Linked DNA regions of Sus scrofa: region 1 is linked to region 2. The links are chromatin contacts, called in public Hi-C maps. All regions are on one chromosome and are shown on one strand. The core of a region is the stretch at or near the end of the contact, and the rest is flanking DNA. Distances in the headings are between cores, read along the strand shown.

Evidence for each region. Hi-C and Micro-C count contacts between places; a contact is called where the count stands out from the background.
Region 1: a Hi-C map of liver shows a contact between it and region 2, with 1.8 times the contacts expected there. The contact joins the promoter of PSEN2 here to the enhancer-like site in region 2. A contact is called at or near these places in 2 of 5 promoter capture datasets (fetal skeletal muscle and skeletal muscle), 5 of 47 Hi-C or Micro-C datasets (embryonic fibroblasts, fibroblasts and liver) and 2 of 2 datasets of contacts at active chromatin or transcription factors (alveolar macrophages and skeletal muscle).

The regions. Positions count from the first base shown.
Region 1 is chr10:14,542,831-14,546,067 of Sscrofa11.1, reverse strand. It overlaps PSEN2 (presenilin 2), which reads right to left and starts at 1,396. Exons shown (of 10, transcript NM_001078666.1): 1 at 1,256-1,396. The coding sequence starts at 1,396. It overlaps LOC100510923 (a long non-coding RNA gene), which reads left to right. Exons shown (of 4, transcript XR_305804.3): 4 at 1,204-1,784.
Region 2 is chr10:14,383,837-14,387,101 of Sscrofa11.1, reverse strand. The region is part of intron 3 of ITPKB (inositol-trisphosphate 3-kinase B); the gene reads left to right. Among named protein-coding and RNA genes, the nearest start is that of ITPKB, 84 kb to the left of the region's middle. Within about 2 kb of position 1,626, at least 23 of the 83 cell types and tissues checked have an H3K27ac peak or open chromatin away from gene starts, as enhancers often do. A contact at or near this core is called in alveolar macrophages and liver, where this site is marked.

The DNA of each region.
Region 1 (3,237 bases), core at 147-2,646, 160 kb before region 2:
TCAGTGGGTTAAGGATCTGGCATTGCTGTGAGCTGTGGTGTAGGTCGCAGACAAGGCTCGGATCCTGTGTTGCTGTGTCTCTGGCATAGGCCAGTGGTCACAGCTCCGATTCAACCCCTAGCCTGGGAACCTTCATGTGCTGTGGGAAGCGGCCCTAGAAAAGGCAAAAAAAAAAGAAAGAAAGAAAGAAAGAAATGGCTCTGGAGTAGCTATTCCGTAGCCTTGAGCTGATGAGATCTCTCTTGGAGCCCAGAGGAGGACAGAAGGGAGCTCAAGTTTCAGCAAAGGAGAACAAGGCCTACTGGAATAAAGAAATCCTACAGGTGAAATGGAGATGGGAATTCAGGCAGATTCAGGTGTAGTTTTACCCTGATGGGGAGGAAGGTGGCTTGGCTGGTCACTCTCCCACATATATCCTCCAGTTCATAATGTAATAATCTGTCCTGCAGGCTGCAGAGGTTAAGACCACACAGTGCAGCCCACCCCTCCTGCTATGGGCTTGACGTCTGTGTCCCCCGAATTCACAGGCTGTGATGATGTTTGCAGGTGCAGCCTTTGGGAGATGACTAGGTCATGAGGGTGCAGCCCTCATGAATGGGATTCGTGCCCTTATAAAGGGGGACCCAGAGAGTGCCCTCCCACCTTCTGCCACGTGAGGATACAGAAATCAGCCACCTATGAACCAGGAAGTGGGCTCTCAACAGAATCAGAGCTGCCAGCACCTTGACTTTGAACTTCCCAGTCCCTAGAGTAGTGAAAAATACATTTCTGTTGTTTATAAGCCACGCAGGCTACAGTAATTTTGTGCTGGTGGCCTGAATGGACGAAGACACATAACCAGCTCCAAAGCCAAACGTGAGACAGGTATACCACTCTCCTGGTTACCATGTCTGGCCATCTACCAAAAAAGTTCTCTCCAGCAATTTCCTCAATTTCCTAGCTTCTGTGCTGCCTGTCCCAGCATCCAAACTCACTCTCTGGTTCCTATTGAAACAGTAACCTGCACTAGGAAGGGGAACCCAATGGGCAGGGCCAGGGCGGAAGGAATCACTCAGCGCCCTGCAGAGTTGACCTTTAACAGGCTGTGTACGTGCAGAGTCTACTGTGAAGCCTTCACAGACTTAAGATCCACTCAGCAGACCACCTGTCCTTTCAGCCAATTCTCATCTGCTCTTTCCCTTCCCTCCTGTTTCTATCCATTAGGTACGGACCCAGGGCCCTGTCTGGGGGCCTCAGACCACTGGCAGGAACCTACCCACTGAGCAGCACTCTCTCCATCCTCCAGGCCCTGCCTGCCTTCCTGGCAGGAGCGAGGCGTGGGGCTCTCGGCCGACATCAGGGACGTCCGCTCGTCACACACTTCTTCCTCGCTGTCAGAGGCCATGAAAGTGAGCATGGCCCCTCCTCCGAAAGTGCCTGGAAAAGGAGCACAGCGGACTCTGTTCCACTTTCCTACAAGGCAAAGGCAGAGGAGGGTGAGAGGCAGCTTTAAGACCTGGACTCAGGTCCTGCCCAAACTGACCACCTAGGACACAAGTGTCAAAGGGCTGCTATAAAGCCACGGTCCCCAGGGGCCACCACAGAGGCTGTAGCAGCCTCAAGAGGGACTGGCCAGAGGAGATCCAGTCCATGGGGCAAAACTCCCAACCAAAAATGTCCTGGCCACTCCAGACTGTCAGTACACTCACTTATTGAATCAACAAACACCCGTTCAGTACCCATAATGTGCCAACACTTTTGTCCTAAAACCAATAAAAACCAGCTATCCAATGTGACAAATGATATAATCCAGGTGTTCACCAAGAGGTACTGAAGCACAAAGAAGAATTACATCTCAGAGATCAGGAAAGCTTTATAGAGACGATAACGTCATCTGATGGAGACAGACTTTCCTAGGTGGGAGGGAAGGGCAGAGGGTGTGAAGAATGTTCTAGCCAGAGCCTGGCACTGCTGGGGCTTGGGGAGAGGTGCTGTGGAGGGTCTCTGGTGCCATGTTAAGGAGATATACTTCATCCCCCAAGGACAGAGGTGACAGATCAGATCTCTGGTTACAAACATATCTGGCAGAGTTCCTGTTATGGCTCGGCAGAAAAGAACCTGCCTAGTATCCGTGAGGACATGGGTTCAATCCCTGGCCTCACACAGTGGGTTAAGGATCCAGCGTTATTGCAAGCTGTGGTGTGGGTCACAGATGCGGCTTGGATCTGGTGTTGCTGTGGCTGTGGTGTAGGCCAGCAGCTGCAGCTCCAATTTGACCCCTAGCCTGGGCACCTCCATATGCTGCAGGTGTAGCCCTAAAAAAATAAATATGTCTGGCCACTGACTAAGAAAGGGGTAAAAAGAAGAGAGGGAGACAATCATGGGAAGTGAATCAGGCTTAAGGTGGCAGCAAGATGGATGAGAGCGAGGGCAGAGAATCCAGAAACAGTGGGAGGGAGACAGTCAGGGTCAGAGGTGGGGGATGGAACAGGACAGAGTCCAGGACGGGTAAATAACGGTTAATCTGATCCAGGAACCTACTGAATGTAAATGGGCGAAAAGGGGCAGCTGCCTGGGGTGGTGGGGAGAGTGCCCCGTGTCGGGAGCAGGGGAAGGAGATGAGAGTCATGAGTTGAGAAGTGGCAGCCACGGGAGCAGTGAGCCAAGACCACGAGAAGCGAGCACGTGTGTGTGTGTGTGTGTGTGTGTGTGTGTGTTGGGGAAGTATAGCTGAGGGCAGGACTCACAGGAAAACCAAGGCTGAAGGGACTACACAGGACGGAGCCGGTCCCTGAAGACGCTGTGCTGCCCCAGTGGTGTGGTTGGAGCACCACGTGGGCGCCAGGCAGTCCCAAGCCTTCCAACCCCCAACAGGACAGCTGAGCTGCCAGCAGGGCCAGCGTCCCTGTCACTAGCCTCCCTGAACCCTGGGCCGAGCCTCAGGCCACAGGGACAGCCAGGGCTGCTCTCGGCTCCAAGTTCCTCTCCACGTCAGTTGCCCCCAGAATCGATGATTTTCAAACAGAGCAGGACGCTTCCTTCTACTGACCCGGCCAGTTCCGTTCCGCTTGGCAGGGTCTGTGACTGCTTTTTTTTTTTTTTTTTTTTTTGACAACACTGCCCTAGGCTGTGGCCTGGATCATGCCCAAGTGGACTTCAGCTCATCCCCAAGCCTGGCTCTGCTCACCTCGAGGACTCAGGCCCTTACAGAAGGCTCCCCACAGCTCCCACAGGGGTTCAGAAAGAATACGCGGAGCT
Region 2 (3,265 bases), core at 377-2,876:
CTACAGGGATAGGTAGAATGTGGATCAAAGGAAAGGCAGAGAGAGAGCCCTGCAGGCCGAGTGCCTGCGTGAGCAGGGACCTGGGGGCAGGGGCCTGGGGGTGGGGCAGGTGTGGTGCAGGAAGGCAGCTGGCCCTGCTGGATCAGAGAGGGTGTCTGCGAGCCTGAGCGGAAGGGGAGCCAAAGGTATCTGGGGCGGACAGGGAGCACTTGGTGGGACCTGCCCTCCCCAGCCTCCTCTGGCAGAGATTCTGGATGACGGCGCGGGCGGGAGAGAGGCTGCGAGGGAGGACCCCGTGTGCCAATCTAGGTCGCTGCCCTTGTCCCAGAAACCAGGCCTCTGGTTGCACCAGAAAGAGGGCAGCTGGGGGAGGGCAGCTAGGCAGCTGCCCAGGGTTTTCCTGGCTTTGGCCAGAACACGCTGCTAGGAGGTGACTGGCCAAAGTGGCATCTGTCATGAAGGGTCAGCCCAAGCCAGACACTTGCATCAGGAGCTCCCATTTTTAATTTTATTTATTTTATTTTATTTATTTCTGCTTTTGGGGGCCACACCTGCAGCATATGGAAGTTTGCAAGCTAGGGGTTGAATCGGAGCTGCAGCTGCCAGATCCTTAACCCACCGAGCGAGGCCAGGGATCGAACCTGCATTGGATCCTTAACCCACTGAGCGAGGCCAGGAATCTGGCATTGCTGTGAGCTGTGGAGTAGGTTGCAGACATGGCTCGGATCCCGCATTGCTGTGGCTGTGGTGTAGGCTGGCAGCTATAGCTCTGATTTGCCCCCTAGCCTGGGAACCTCCATATGCCATGGGTGCGGCCCTAAAAATGCAAACAAAACAAAACAAAGTAAAAAACCTGCATCCTCATGGATACTGGGCAAGTTCTTAGCCCACTGAGCCACAACGGGGACTCCAGGAGTTCCCTTTTTCAGCAGGATCTACAATCCCAACCAGGTCCTCCACTCCAGACCCGGAGCAGAGCCCTCTGATCTGACTCCAGAGGTGGAGAGGCCTGAGCACCGACCCTGAGAACACAGAGCCCGCAGCCAAGGGCCTGCAGAGGCTGCCAGGACCAGCACTTCTCTGGCCCTTGATTCTGGGGGAGGGGCTGCACCCACCCACCCACCCCGCCACTGTCAGCTGCTGGGTTCGCTACAGGACAGGAGAGCAAAGTAGTGCCCAGCCGTAAATTCCCTGAAAGGGATTCCAAACCGCCTCACCTGTGGGCACACCTTGCAAGGGCATGGGGAGGGGTAGGATAAACTCAGCATTGCTCAGGTCTGTCTCAAAACGTGTTTTTACATTTGGTGCCTCGAGTTTGCTTGTTGGTTAAAGCAAGAAGACGCTTAGTCTTAAAATCCAGATTCTTATTTTTAGCCAGAGCTACCTGCCCTGCCAAGTCCTTGGGCTTAGTTTTTCCGATCCCTGGTATCTTGATTTTGAAAGGCCTCCCCCCACCCCCACCCCCTGCACTCCAACACCACCCCCGCCAGGCTCGCAGCTCCCTTTTGGCAAGGGGCGGGTTTCACATTTGGCTCCAGCCAGGTTTCTAACCAGGCGTCCAGGACGGAGAGATTGAGCCAGGGGCCCCTACCTGCCCGGGCCTGCACCCAGCTGGCGTCCCAGGAGGACTCTGCCAGGGCGAATACAATGAACAAAGCTGGCCAGCCTTGGCCTTGCCGCCTGGGAGAAGCACAGGCTTTTCCCCAGCGAAGGAAAGAATGATCACTAGGGAAACCTAACTGCTTTTTTAGGAAGACCCAAAGAAGAAGAAGAAAGAAGAAAAAAGCATTTTTTCCAAACATGGACAACTCAATGCCTTTCGCTCAGACTTTTGCAAGCACAAACAAAGGCAGTGATGCAGAGCGAACCTTCCCCCGGCAGGGGCGTCTTCACCCACTTTCAGCGCTTTATTGATGTGCCTTTCCTCCCAAAGTGTGTGTCAGTGAGGCTGTTCTGGGAATGACTTGGAAGGAGGGCAAGGCAGGCCTTTGTTCAGGCCTCCCCATCTGAAAGGTCACTCTTTTGACAATGAACTTGCTGTTTATCTGAGGCCATTTCTTAACAGGAGGAGAGACCATGGGGGCCCCGTTATCCTGTTGGCTGAAACAGAACAATATCCTCAGAGCTAACCAGGAAGCTGTGTGACCTTGAGCAAGTTACTTACCTCTCTGAACATATTTCCTCATTTGCAGAAAGGGGTCAGCTGTGTCGGTGTTGTGAGTGAGGATTACATGAAAAATGAGCACAGTACCTAACAACACGTCAGGCATTTAACACGTGATTTCTCTTCCCTTTTCCCTGGACAGGCCACGTCATTGGGCCCTCACCAGCACACAGGCACACACACAGGCCCACGTGTGCAGCAAGGGAAACGATTCTGGTAATACTGTTTTGGAGAGTCACGGGGTCCAGAGATAATTTCCCTTTTCTGATATTTTAGAGATTTCCCCTTTCTCTTTATATTTTTTATAATTATTAAAAATAAAAGTCAACCAAGTGACCTAATTATTTGAATAAAGAGGGAAGTCCTGGACAAATGCTTAGACTATTGGGGGAACAACTCAGGTGGGAAAGGGATTAAGGAGTTCCAGTGGCTCGCCGGGTTAAGAACCCAACATAGGGTCCCTGGGGATGCGGGTTCGATCCCTGGCCTCACTCAGTGGGTTAAGGATCCAGCATTACTGCAAGCTGTGGTGTAGGTGGTGGATGTGGCTTGGGTCCCAAGTTGTTGTGACTGTGACATAGGCCAGCAGCTGCAGCTCCGATGCCATCCCTAGCCTGGGAATTCCCATCCCTAGCCTGGGAATTTAAACAAAAAAAAAAAGGAGGAGTTAAAAACCCTCTGTATAAAATGAAGTTTGTTCAGCAGTCTTTTTATTATGTTTTTCGCTGGTGCCCAGCAGAGTTCCGCATGCGTGAAATGGATTCTTGGGGAAACTCTTCTTTCTCCTTTTGGCACCTTCACTGACCTTTTGAACCAGAAACTGGCGTGGAGACACCCGGGCGCTGGCTGGCTCTGCTCTCCCTGAGTCACGCAGGCCGAACGGGAGCCGCCCTGTGGGTTCCCAGCTGCCGAGAGCATCCCAGGGGAAGCTTTGTAAGCAGTTGATCACACAGTTAGCTCATCATCTTGACACCAGCAGTGATTGACCCTCTGGAAGTGCGCAGTGGATTTTTGCCAGTCTCCTGTGCCTTGGAGGAGAAAACTATTTCATTTTAAAAACCGGGGGGATAGGGTGGGGGTGGTATTTCCCGTCGTGGCTCA